2 separate regions of the Bombyx mori genome follow, and region 2 is linked to region 1. The links are chromatin contacts, called in public Hi-C maps. All regions are on one chromosome and are shown on one strand. The core of a region is the stretch at or near the end of the contact, and the rest is flanking DNA. Distances in the headings are between cores, read along the strand shown.

Evidence for each region. Hi-C and Micro-C count contacts between places; a contact is called where the count stands out from the background.
Region 2: a contact with region 1 is called in a Hi-C map of midgut, with 2.6 times the contacts expected there. The contact joins the promoter of LOC101744693 here to the enhancer-like site in region 1. A contact is called at or near these places in 3 of 7 Hi-C or Micro-C datasets (middle silk gland, midgut and posterior silk gland).

Annotation. Positions count from the first base shown.
Region 1 is chr27:6,184,657-6,190,506 of ASM3026992v2, forward strand. LOC101744693 (IQ motif and SEC7 domain-containing protein 1) reads right to left here. Exons shown (of 23, transcript XM_021346151.3): 9 at 5,513-5,645; 10 at 3,350-3,443; 11 at 1,917-2,067. Among protein-coding and RNA genes, the nearest start is that of Mir3410, 16 kb to the left of the region's middle. Within about 2 kb of position 4,570, at least 4 of the 8 cell types and tissues checked have open chromatin away from gene starts, as enhancers often do.
Region 2 is chr27:6,411,280-6,417,098 of ASM3026992v2, forward strand. It overlaps LOC101744693 (IQ motif and SEC7 domain-containing protein 1), which reads right to left and starts at 1,376. Exons shown (of 23, transcript XM_021346151.3): 1 at 1,074-1,376.

The DNA of each region.
Region 1 (5,850 bases), core at 3,320-5,819:
TCCATCTCTCTCTATCTGTGGCGGTACGTGTATGTCGGCGTTAAGCCAGGATTTACACACATAAGTTCTTTTACAATGAAAATACAATACAATTCTATAAAACTTTAACATTACTTGTTTACAACAAAAAGCCACGCCTGAGTTATTCAGTGGTTTTTACACAATTAGCCATTTTGTGTTGGTTATAGCAACTACAACTTCTTTTATACAAACAAATGTAATTACTGCGAAACAATTCACAAAACATAGCTTAATATTCAAAATACATATTTTAGTGATTTTACATGACTCACATTTAATTTACTTTACATGAATTACTTTTAAGTAATATTAACTAACATTGTTATTATCCAGCCTAATAATAGATGGCGCCAACAACATCATTGCATAACAATTACAATACTTAATTAAATTATTAGTACTGTTAATTATAATATAAATTATTATTAATATTTATGCTTTATTCATATTTAATCATTTATACAGTCATTTGTGTTTTTAAACAATAATATTAACATTAAACATATTCTGAACATTTTCACATCAAAACAGTGTCTGCTAATTATTAAATATGGTAGAATAACAGTTTTGTTGCTAATAATAAATAAATATTAACATATAATAAACTAAACTATATATTATTATTTTAATTATTGCCAACAGTGGCGTTTGCGCCCATATGTACATTCATAGATAGTGTAATGTTATACCGATTTTTCCACTCTTTAAGCCAACTACTTTTTTATTTTCTTAATGAGTGACATGCGCACGGAGGAGTTTCGAGTTCTTTGGACATATCGCCAGAAAGAGAGGTGACAATCTGGAGAAACTGCTGGTGTCAGGCAAGGTATGCGGGAGAAGGCACAGAGGCAGAAATCCAATGCGCTGGTCGGACCAAATACGCTCCACTCTCAATACCTCAGTCCACGTTGCTATCCACACAACCGAGGACAGGCAGGAATGGCGCAAGATGATGCAGGAGAAAGTGATTAGAAGAGGCCACGACCCTCAGCACTGAGGATTATCGACGCAAGGAGGAGAATGAGTGACAAGCTCTCAGCCCGCCTGGTGCTAAGTATTGTATAGCGTGGTGTAAATATACAGGATAGTGGTGCCTACCCACCCGTGCGGGCTTATAAAACATAACGCATACTTCGGTAAATACCACAGTCGAATTTTACGATAAACACGAAATGAGATTTGTGCGCCTGTACAACAAAATCCCACAAGATGTTCAGAACCTACATATACATAGGTTTAAGAAAACTATTAAAGAACATCTGTGCAATAAAGCTTACTATAAAGTCAATGATTATCTAGAAGATTGCACAAAGTGGGAATGAGTTGCTCGCTCCGGGCATTTCAATATTGTAATAATTGTTATGTTATTATACTCATGTAAAAATGAATATTTAAAAAAATCTAATATTAAAATAATAATCTAATATTTAAAAAAAAAAAAAACATGCCCGCTGAGTTTCTTGCCAATTCTTCTCAGGACGGAGGCTAGTTCTTGTGAATTGGCGGTAGTTCTTTTGACGTTCAACAAGTATGTACTTTCATTTATGTTGAATAACATTTTTTTGATTTGATTTGATTTGAGATGGATCAGTGCTGTCTTGGACAACACAATCAAATCACAAATCAAATCTGAAATTAATATAGCAAATGGCGTAGTTTTCAATTATAGCAGCGACTTTAATAAATTTTTTCTTCATCGTCCACATCGTCCACGAAACATATTCGTTCAAGTACGTCTTTGTCAAAACAATCGTCACACTTCCCGAGTTAGGATCCCGGCGTAGGGACGTAACTCAAGATATTTTAAACTGTCTGACCGTATTTGCTGATAAAAGGCTTGAGTTAAATAAAACTGCAATTAAATGGATAAAAACAATTGAAAACTTTATAATTACTTTAGAGTTATGCTGCTCGTTCTTTTGGGCACTTCCGGAGGCATCCTCCTGGCGTTCGCAGCTTGTATCGCAGCCAGTTGCTGCTGCTGTCGGGGGGTGGGAGACGACAGGGGTTTGCCACCCGACGAGAGTAGATTTCCATAGATCGGACCTGAAATAGACGTTGCTTGTCGGGTTATGGCGTACTTGTAGTTTTTAGTATATACTGTTACGCCGGTAAGAGTAACGCCATCTATCGCCGAATAGTCGAACGAATATCGAAGGATCTAGTAACACCTAGAACGCTCGAGAAGTTCCACAGATGTGTGGAATATTCTCGATAACTCTAGGGATGAGGTATCGGCTATAAAAGAATTGTAGAGATGGCACGCAGTCAGCCAGTAATCGGAACTACTCGAAGCGAAACAGCGAACGTATTACCTGAAGCGAAGCGGAAGAAGCGAATTGAGAATTTTAAAGTGTTTGTGAATTGTTTTAAGTGTTTTTCAAGTGTTGAATACAGTTTATAGTTGTAATTTGGTGGAATTTTATTTATCCCGACCCCAGCGCCTAACAATACATATACGTCCGATGGACCATTAACATATAATAACATATTCGTGTGATGCGTTTGGCGATAGTTACCGTCGCCGTTTCTAGGAAGAACTTGCGTAAAATTTACCTAGTGAAGATTTAATTTAGTTTCAGCTAGATTCAAGATGATAGCTCATGAATGTGCTTCTAAAGATTTGATATCCTAATGTTAAGTGGATAAGGAAGCTTGTAGGCGTGAAGTAAAAGTATCTATTGTATTGTATAAAAACTGCCCAACCCTTCAAACTATTTCGGTAATATTATCGGTAGGCTGTGTTGTGAGTCCGGTAGGTAGATACATACCACCCTGCCTATTTCTGCCGTGAAGCATTAATGCGTTCCGGTTTGAAAGGTGGGGCAGACGTTGTACTGGAAAACTGGGACTTGGAAGTAATGTCTCAAGCCGGGTGGCGGCATTTACGTTGTTAATGACTATGAGTTCCGGTAACCACTTAAAATCGGGTGGGCTTTGACCTAGTTCCCCCATATAAGCAATGTTTTTATTATTGAACGGCCGTCTGGTGTAGCGGTAAGTGACATAGTCACTACACAGGGGGTCGCGGGTTCGAATCCCGCCAAGGGAAGATATTTGTATGATAAATATAAATGTCTTTTCCAGGGTTATGTATATATATTAAATATGTGTATGTGTATAATAAAAATCTTACATTTATTTCCGTTATCTGGTACCTGTAACACAAGTTCTTTACGAACTTATCACGGGACCAGTTAACGTGGCGTGACTGTTAGTAAATATTTATTTATTTTATTTTATTTATTATTTATTGAAACATTTTATTTGTAACCTATTATTCCGCCCATATAAGCAATATATTTTTAAATTATTTATTCCAACATACCAGTATTCATCATCTGGTGATTGTGTAGAGATTCATTGTGCGATGATGAAGTCGATATATTGGTCACGGAGCCGCTAACTGAACAACTGCAAACCTGAAATTCACGAAATACACGTGATTACATATTAATTTAAAACACCGACTAAGTAAATTGTCTTGCTGATTAAATAATACTGAAAATATTATTTACATTACGTTTGAGTCAGGATTGTTTGGTTTGAGAATAATTAAAAGTCGATTTTTGTGTTCTCACTTAGGATATAGAATAAATTAATTCAACTCGTAAAAATACAGTGATGAGGTTTTTTTTAATTGATTTGTTAGCCAGGTACTAAATCGCAACAAAGCTTAGTGACGGAAAGCTTAAATCCCAAATATTTTTTTTATATAACAGGATTAGGTGACACACTAGTTAGCACCCCTGACTGCTTTGCCAATAGACGTTGGTTCGATTCCCAGTTCGGATATTTGTGTGACGGACAAGTTTGTTTGCGCTTTGTCTGAGAGTTTAATGTATACGTTCCCTAGATTATTTGTTTATTAATATGTTATTTACTTTAACATTCTTTGTTTTAATGTGATAATGACATTTCACAGAAATTTAATTCAGAAAATTTTTTCGCAACTCGACGCGATGGCACGCGATCACTATCATTTCTCTGTTCGTATGAAATCCATACATCGTGAGTAACAAGTGCTCACGGATGCTCACGGCTGGAATTTAACAGCCGATCTCAGCACTCAATAAAATACAGCCGGTATTATACGAATGCCATCGACCTCCTTGCGGAAGCCGTATACTATTTTTATCTAAATAGGAAAGCTGACGGCTGATATTGGTGTTCCCTGTGACAATCCCGGAAGCTACCCTTCCGTCGTGATTATACCAAAGAAAAAAAGACCTACATTATATTTACGTAAATCATATTTTCCGGTATTGAAACTCCACAGTCTTGTCATTTTCACTATCCGAAATACATCTTTGCTCTTCTTTGCCGATTTCATTAGCACTTTCGACTTTTTACGATTCACTTCGTAACACATTTTTTTTTGTTTCTTATTTTTCTAGAAATATCTAAGTGAGCACTAGGTTTAATGTCGCGTCGTATTCAATAGTTGATATACCGTATTTAATTACACGGTTTCTATAAGACGGTGCGCAGGCGACCACACGACGCGGCGCACGTCACCAACTGATAGAATATTGTTTGGGCTATCATGTCATTGTGTTTATTTAACTAATAATACACACACGCTTTGTGTAACAGCCGAACAAGGTTATTATATTCGCTAAGATGTAGTGCGTTGACATTTTTATCGCATAGTTTTTATGTAGGAAGTGTCGCGATCGCTATACCTACTCGTGTTACGATGCTTTAGTTATAGAAATTTTCCGTTATTTTTAATTGCACAGTGATTAAATTAGATTAAATTAGATACCGGAATCACTAGGAAAAGTAAGAACACAGTTAGTAAAAATATATATATGGTAAATATAGTAAATGCACAACAGAATTAGCTGAGTCATATTTTTTTTTGTACTCCGTGTGTGTACCCAAATCAACAGAATCAGGGAAATATAAATATTTATACAGTAATTTGAAGGCTTTTCACAGAAAATAATAGTTATTCAGTACTTCTAATTAGAATAAACAAAGCATTTAGAAATTAATCTGGGTATTTTTTTTCCTATCTAAGCTGATAGCCTTGAGAGGCTATTTCAGCGTAACCTTAGCTAGTAGGTGAGCTCACGGGGCTCAAACCGGAGTGATGCTAACACTCACCCTAGCAAGAGCAGTGCTTCGCAGAATCTACCACCGGATCGGAAACGCGACCTACTGAGAAGATCCGGCGAGAAACTCTGTGGGCTGTGTCTGTGGGTTAATTCGCTCGTTGAGCCCTACGTCAAAAGCGACGGGTTCGACGAGGACATTTACCGGTGCTTGTGGTACCTAAAAGCACCGTTAATGGATCGGGAGAATCCGTAATCACGTGTTTTGGGCAATAGGTCCTAGTACAAAGGCATATATTCGCACAACTACGAATACATCAGACCTTTTTAATTTGGAAAACGAAGGTTTCTTACATGTATTGACTCATTAAGAAGTTATGTACCAAAATTAGGTAAAAGTTAAGTAATGATTTGTTTAATATCCGTCATACCCCGCTGTCTGCGTCAGCCGGATGAAGCACCCCGGGCGGTAGATCGGTGGCGATCATGTGGATCTGGTGAGCCGACTGCTGAACTCTAGCAACCATGGCTTCTACGTCGTGCGTGTCGCATTGCAAGTGGTTGCTGCGAAAAAAAAACAATACCACCACTTAATTTTTTGATTCAAAGTTAAAATCTTATACCTTTGTATAAATTGTGTGAGTCCGCACGGGTAGGTATCACCACCCCGCCTAATTCTGCCGTGAAGCAGTAATGCGTTTCGATTTGAAGGGTGGGGCAGCCGTTGTAACTATACTGAGACCTTAGAACTTATATCTCAAGGTGGGTG
Region 2 (5,819 bases), core at 126-2,625, 220 kb after region 1:
CACCAATTCAGGGCATCGATAAAATGATAAGAAGGTATGCTATAAATGTCACCTTAATTATAGGCACAAACGACAGGGCTATAGATGAGAAGATATTGAAATTAGAAACAAGAATAATTGCATAATAATACAATTTAAAAAATTCAAACTACTCTCATTATTTTGCAGTGCTTACCATGATCAGAGTGAAACTAATCTTAAATTCAAGCTAAGTATAATCATGAAATAAAATTTTTGATCAATAAAAAGTTCCTACAGAAAATGATATTGTCATGTAACATATTGAATTAAATTCATGTAACAGTTTGAAACATTTATCCATTAGAGCTTCATATAATTTTGATATATTTTTACCTAAGGCTAATTATGACTTGCTATTCGAAAATTAAGGATAAATGAAAATTTAGGATAAATGAATAAAAATAAATTAAATTGCCTGGATTCATGATTTTAAGGATGATTGTACAATAAATGTTATTTACTGGAAATCTCAGTTGTTTTAAAATTATTTTTATACTAAGTAATATAGATTTAAATTTTATTTTGTATAGCACTCCAACATATTAATTGATGGTTTATAAATAAAAAAAATCTTAATAAGAAATGATTAGCGGTCACTAGCTTTGCAGTCTTTCAAAAGTACATCACTTGGTCTTTAGACATAAGTATCTTTTTTATTAATTATCAATGAAAATTATGTATACGCATGTACTAACCCAATGAAATACTTCCCCATTTGGACCCAACAACAGCTAACTAAAAATATCGCAAAAGACGTCGATCTCAAAACTAAATATTTAAACTAATTAGGAAATACAACACAAAGTACAAAGCGCACAATTTTATTCATGTAAAGCTGTAAATACCAAGATTTGGGCTAGATAAGGTATTCTAACGGAAATAGAATTTAATTCAACGGACTTAAACACTTGGTTCAACTTTTGAAACTTGTTTTATAGTCTTAGCGGTTTTTAATAGTGACAGTAGATTTTTATAAATTTTGTTTATGAATATCAGTAGTCATAACAATACAGTAATGTAGACAAAAGGGGGTAAATATCGATCATACTCACCATAACACGATTCGCCGGTAACTCGAAGATCGTAACGCTTAACGCGTTTTGAGTCACAATTTACCACACAAACGTTCACTAAAACTCACATCACACACTTCACTTATATTTACAACTGCAAAATCGTATTCTCTGAACAAATTTCAGTCACTAAACGTGAAGAATTACACTTTCACAACATTCACCGAACGAATCTCGATATCCGACTGTCACAACACAATTTCAAACGCGAGCGACAACAGACTGACTAAAGGCGAAATTCATTCACCCTACCGCAAACGCGACTACTCTGCTATTGACTCCGTTACTTTTACTATAATGCGGCAAAATTGAAATGACGTTGAAGGCCTCCAAATGTTTCTTAGCCCGAGAACCTCTTATTAAAGAGAGTTGTGTGCAACGCCATCTGCTTACTATTTCAAAACAAATAAAGCGATTGTACTGCCATCTTTTGAAAAGTTGTTATTACGTTTGTAGCTGTCGGAGCTGTCGACATCTTTCATGTTACATTATAAAATATAATTAGTTAAGAGGTGCTTTCAGAGATGGCGCTTTAAGCAAGTCACTGCGTTCCAACAAAATTAAATCTGATCTAATTTTACGATAATTATTATCGTTTCAGCTCCGAGAATTTTTTTTGGTATGAAGGCATTACTATTAACCCGTAGGCTATTCCAACTTTTCTTTAAACTTTAATAATACTTTTCAATCTTTTCACTTTTTTTTTACCTATTTCATTATCTCTTTTGTTTTTTTTATTGACATTTAAAAATTAAAAAATAGTGGATGCTAATAATGTTTGTCAACTAAACAAAAAGAGAGAATCGGTTGATAAACAGATGAGAAAATAGTACTCGCTTATACGTATTTACATTTGATCGATAAAATTATTATCTTTTTTTTATTGCTTAGATGGGTGAACGTGTTGACAGCCCACCTGGTGTTAAGTGGTTACTGGAGCCCATAGATATCTACTACGTAAATGCGCTACCCACCTTTAGATATAAGTTCTAAAGTCTCAGTATAGATACAACGGCTGCCCCATCCTTCAAACCGAAACGCATTACTGCTTCACGGCAGAAATAGACAGGTGGTGGTACCTACCCGTGTGGACCCATAAGAGGTCCTACCACCAGTAATGAGTGCCCTGTGACAGATTTTTCTTCAAACGAAGCTAGGCATGGACCCATAATACTGCTGACGTCCATGAATAATAGTGAGCGCTCATTACCAGGTGGATCGTATGCTGGCCAAAGATGATAAATGATGAAAGACAAAGGACAAAAGCGCCTTTTCATGTTCACGATTTTGTGACTTATTGTAATATATTGTTCTGATATCCATTGTTGTTTTTTGAAACCTTTAAATGTAACCAACTATGTAATTGACAATAAAATATTGTTAAATGTTTCAATCCGTATTGCACAATCAAAACATATTATGATCTTTGTTACGCCGGTATATTATATCCTATTTGTTACGGTTTAACTATTAATCTTTTTTTATTGCCCTTGTAGGCAGACGAGCATACGGCCCACCTGATGGTGAGTGGTTACCGTCGCCCATGGACTTCAGCAGTGCCAGGGGCAGAGCCAAGCCGCTGCTTACCGCTTAATACTCTCCACAAGCCTCGTTTGAAGAAGGACATGTCATAACGCTCGGGAAACACCGTGGAGGGGAGCTCATTCCATAGCCGGATGGTGCGTGGCAAAAAAGACCTCTGGAAACACACTATGGATGACCGCAGTGGCTCCAGGTAGTATGGATGAACTCTACTCCGGTGGCGGGCGGTGCGATGGTAAAAACGAGATGCCGGTATCATCTCGAACAATTCCTCAGAGCACTCCCCGTGGAACATACGGTACAAAATACAGAGGGAACCGAAGTCCCTTCGCAGACCCAGAGGTTCCAAACGATCCGTGAGAATGGGATTTATCTTTGTCCTCGTTTAATTGCAATTTGAGTGCATTCATTCTATTTCGACCTTAAACTCTAGACGTTTTTCACTGTGTTATATCGCAACTGCATGAATATTGCCCAAAACACGTCATTATGGATCCTCCTGATCCATTAACGGTGCTTTTAGGTTACAAGCACCGGTCACTGTAACCCGTCGAACCCGTCGCTTGCGATGAAGGGCTCGACGAGCGAATTAACCAACAGACACAACCCACTGAGTTTCTTACTGGATCTTCTCAGTGGGTCGCGTTTCCGATCCGGTGGTAGATTCTGCGAAGTACTGCTCTTGCTAGGGCCAGTGTTAGCACCACTCCGGTTTGAACCCCGTGAGCTCACCTACACGTTAGGGCGAAGCTGATATAGTCTCTCAAGGCCAGCATAGGTAGGATTAAAAAAAAATGAATCATAAATAACGAGATGTTACCGCGGAACGTTTAAATTTTGTACTTAGAACAACAAAATATCAATAGCTATTCAATAGATTTGTTTATGATTTTATTCGGATGTTATATCCGGCACTGAGTGCCACCACTACAACCCCTGTTTAGTCAGAATCCACAGCGGCGATCACATGAAAACACCGAACTATGAGGTTCAGGTAACGAAAGGAAAATCTAATTAATTGGTCCCCCAACAACTCTTACACTCCAAATTTTTTTTTTTAGTGTTAAAAGATTACTGGTAGCCCGGAGGCTTTTCCAGTTTCACCAGGACAGGTGGGCGAGCAAAGGTTCAGCCAATAGGGTTGGGATTTGCTAACAGCTGCCCGAGCACCTCCGAAGGAGACCTGATAGCTTAAGAGCAGCTGCTTCGCGAATGAATCTACTACCGGATCGGAATCGCGACCCGCTGAGAAGATCCGGCGGGAATCTCAGCGAGCTGATACATGGGTTAGGTACTCCAAATTCTCTTCAGGTGTGAAGCGGACGACGAGTTGTTGAACCAGAGACTAAGAAGAGTAGATAGGCTTAATTACAATTTAGAATCACTACATAGTATAAAACAAAGTCGCTTTCTCTGTCCCTATATTTGTCTGTCCCTATGTATGCTTAAATCTTTAAAACTACGCAACGGATTCTGATGCGGTTTTTTTAAATAGATAGAGTGATTGAAGAGGAAGGTTTATATGTATAATAACATCTATTAAATAGTGGAGAAATCAATAATAAATTACAGTTTCCGAAGCGAAGCGAGGGCGGGTCGCTAGTTTATAATATAGAATAAGGATTATGAGCGGCGATGCAGTTTATAGAGCAAATAATAACTATGATATTGAGTTATCTATGTGAATGAAAGTTTAAAGCAATTAAGCATCAAGAAAATTTACACAAAACAAGATAAATTAACATCAACCTCGATACCGAAACATTCCCATCGGTCCGAGAGTTCAATCTTTTTTTTATGTTTTTTTTTTTTTCTTTTCTTTATCAGAGGCCGTAAACTTTCCAAGAAGCGGTGAACGAGAGAAAAAATATCTGGGAGTCGTTTCGAATGGTCCGAATGAACCGTTTTGGTTCTTCGACTGGGACTTCCGCTTGCGATGACCGCTGGGGACGAACGCATTAGTACTGGCACAGAGGTGGCATTAAGCTGCTATTGATTTAAAACTTCACTAAGAATACGTTCACCCAAATCATGATCGTTACATATCTATATATTAATACGTGAAGCAAAAACTTTGTATCGCTTTTTCCGAAAATTGCGCGGACGGAGGAGTATGAAATTTCTCACACTTACAGAGAATATTATAGAGGAGTGCATAATGTTAAATTTTTTTTAATATCATTACACACTACCATGTATTTGACACACACACGTATGCATACTGTTTGCTTACTGTCAAACTTTTCTTATTGCTTTAGTCTGTGGTCAAATTTAGAATAGATTAAATATTGTTATCAATATTTGTCTAAAGTGTAGTCTTGGCGAAATCTGTGATTATAGAAGTATAATAGTCTTTGACAATAGAATCATAATAGTGTACAAACTTATAATTTCAGTAACAGTATGGAAATGATCATGATGCAAACAAACAAGGAGTTAATAGATGTATAAAGGGAGTTAGTTTATTCTAATATATTCAGTTACATCGAAGCATCGACATGGTTTTCGTATGCAAGGGTAGGCAGCGGCTTGCCTCTGCCCTGGCATTCCTGAAGTCCATGGGCGACGGTAACCACTCACCATCAATCAGGTGGGCCGTATGCTCGTCTGCCTACAGGGCAATAAAAGAAAAGGGCAAAAAAACTGTTTTTTTTTAATTACTTAGATCGATAGACGAGCTCACGGTCGACCTGGTGCTAAGTGTCTTGCGGAGCCCATTTACATCTACAACGTAAATGACGCCACGACATCCAGACGTGAGTTCTAAGGTCTCAGTTTTTACAGTGTAGAAATGTTATCAATCCTTTACACACAACAGCTACTGATTGTTCTATTTTAAATAGGTACTCATTTACGCAACCTCGGTACAATATAATGCGACAATTAAAATAGAAGCCGTCTCAATAGAACTAGTTTTCTTTAGCGTGAAGAATGTTATTAAGTGGTTATGTAGAAAAAACAAAAATATCTCTATCCAGCGTCGGTGGGACGTGATAATTAGTAGATACGTTCGGTCTTAGCGTCGCGCGGGTAAACACGTTTTTTCTAATGCCGAAGTAAAATTGTGTGATGCTTTTATTTGCTCTGGTGTCGGCTTACAATTGATGTGTTCAGATTAAAGGGCTTGCAATGATAGTAGGTGACGCTTTGTTTTCATTGTTTATTGTGAAAGCAGTCCAATTT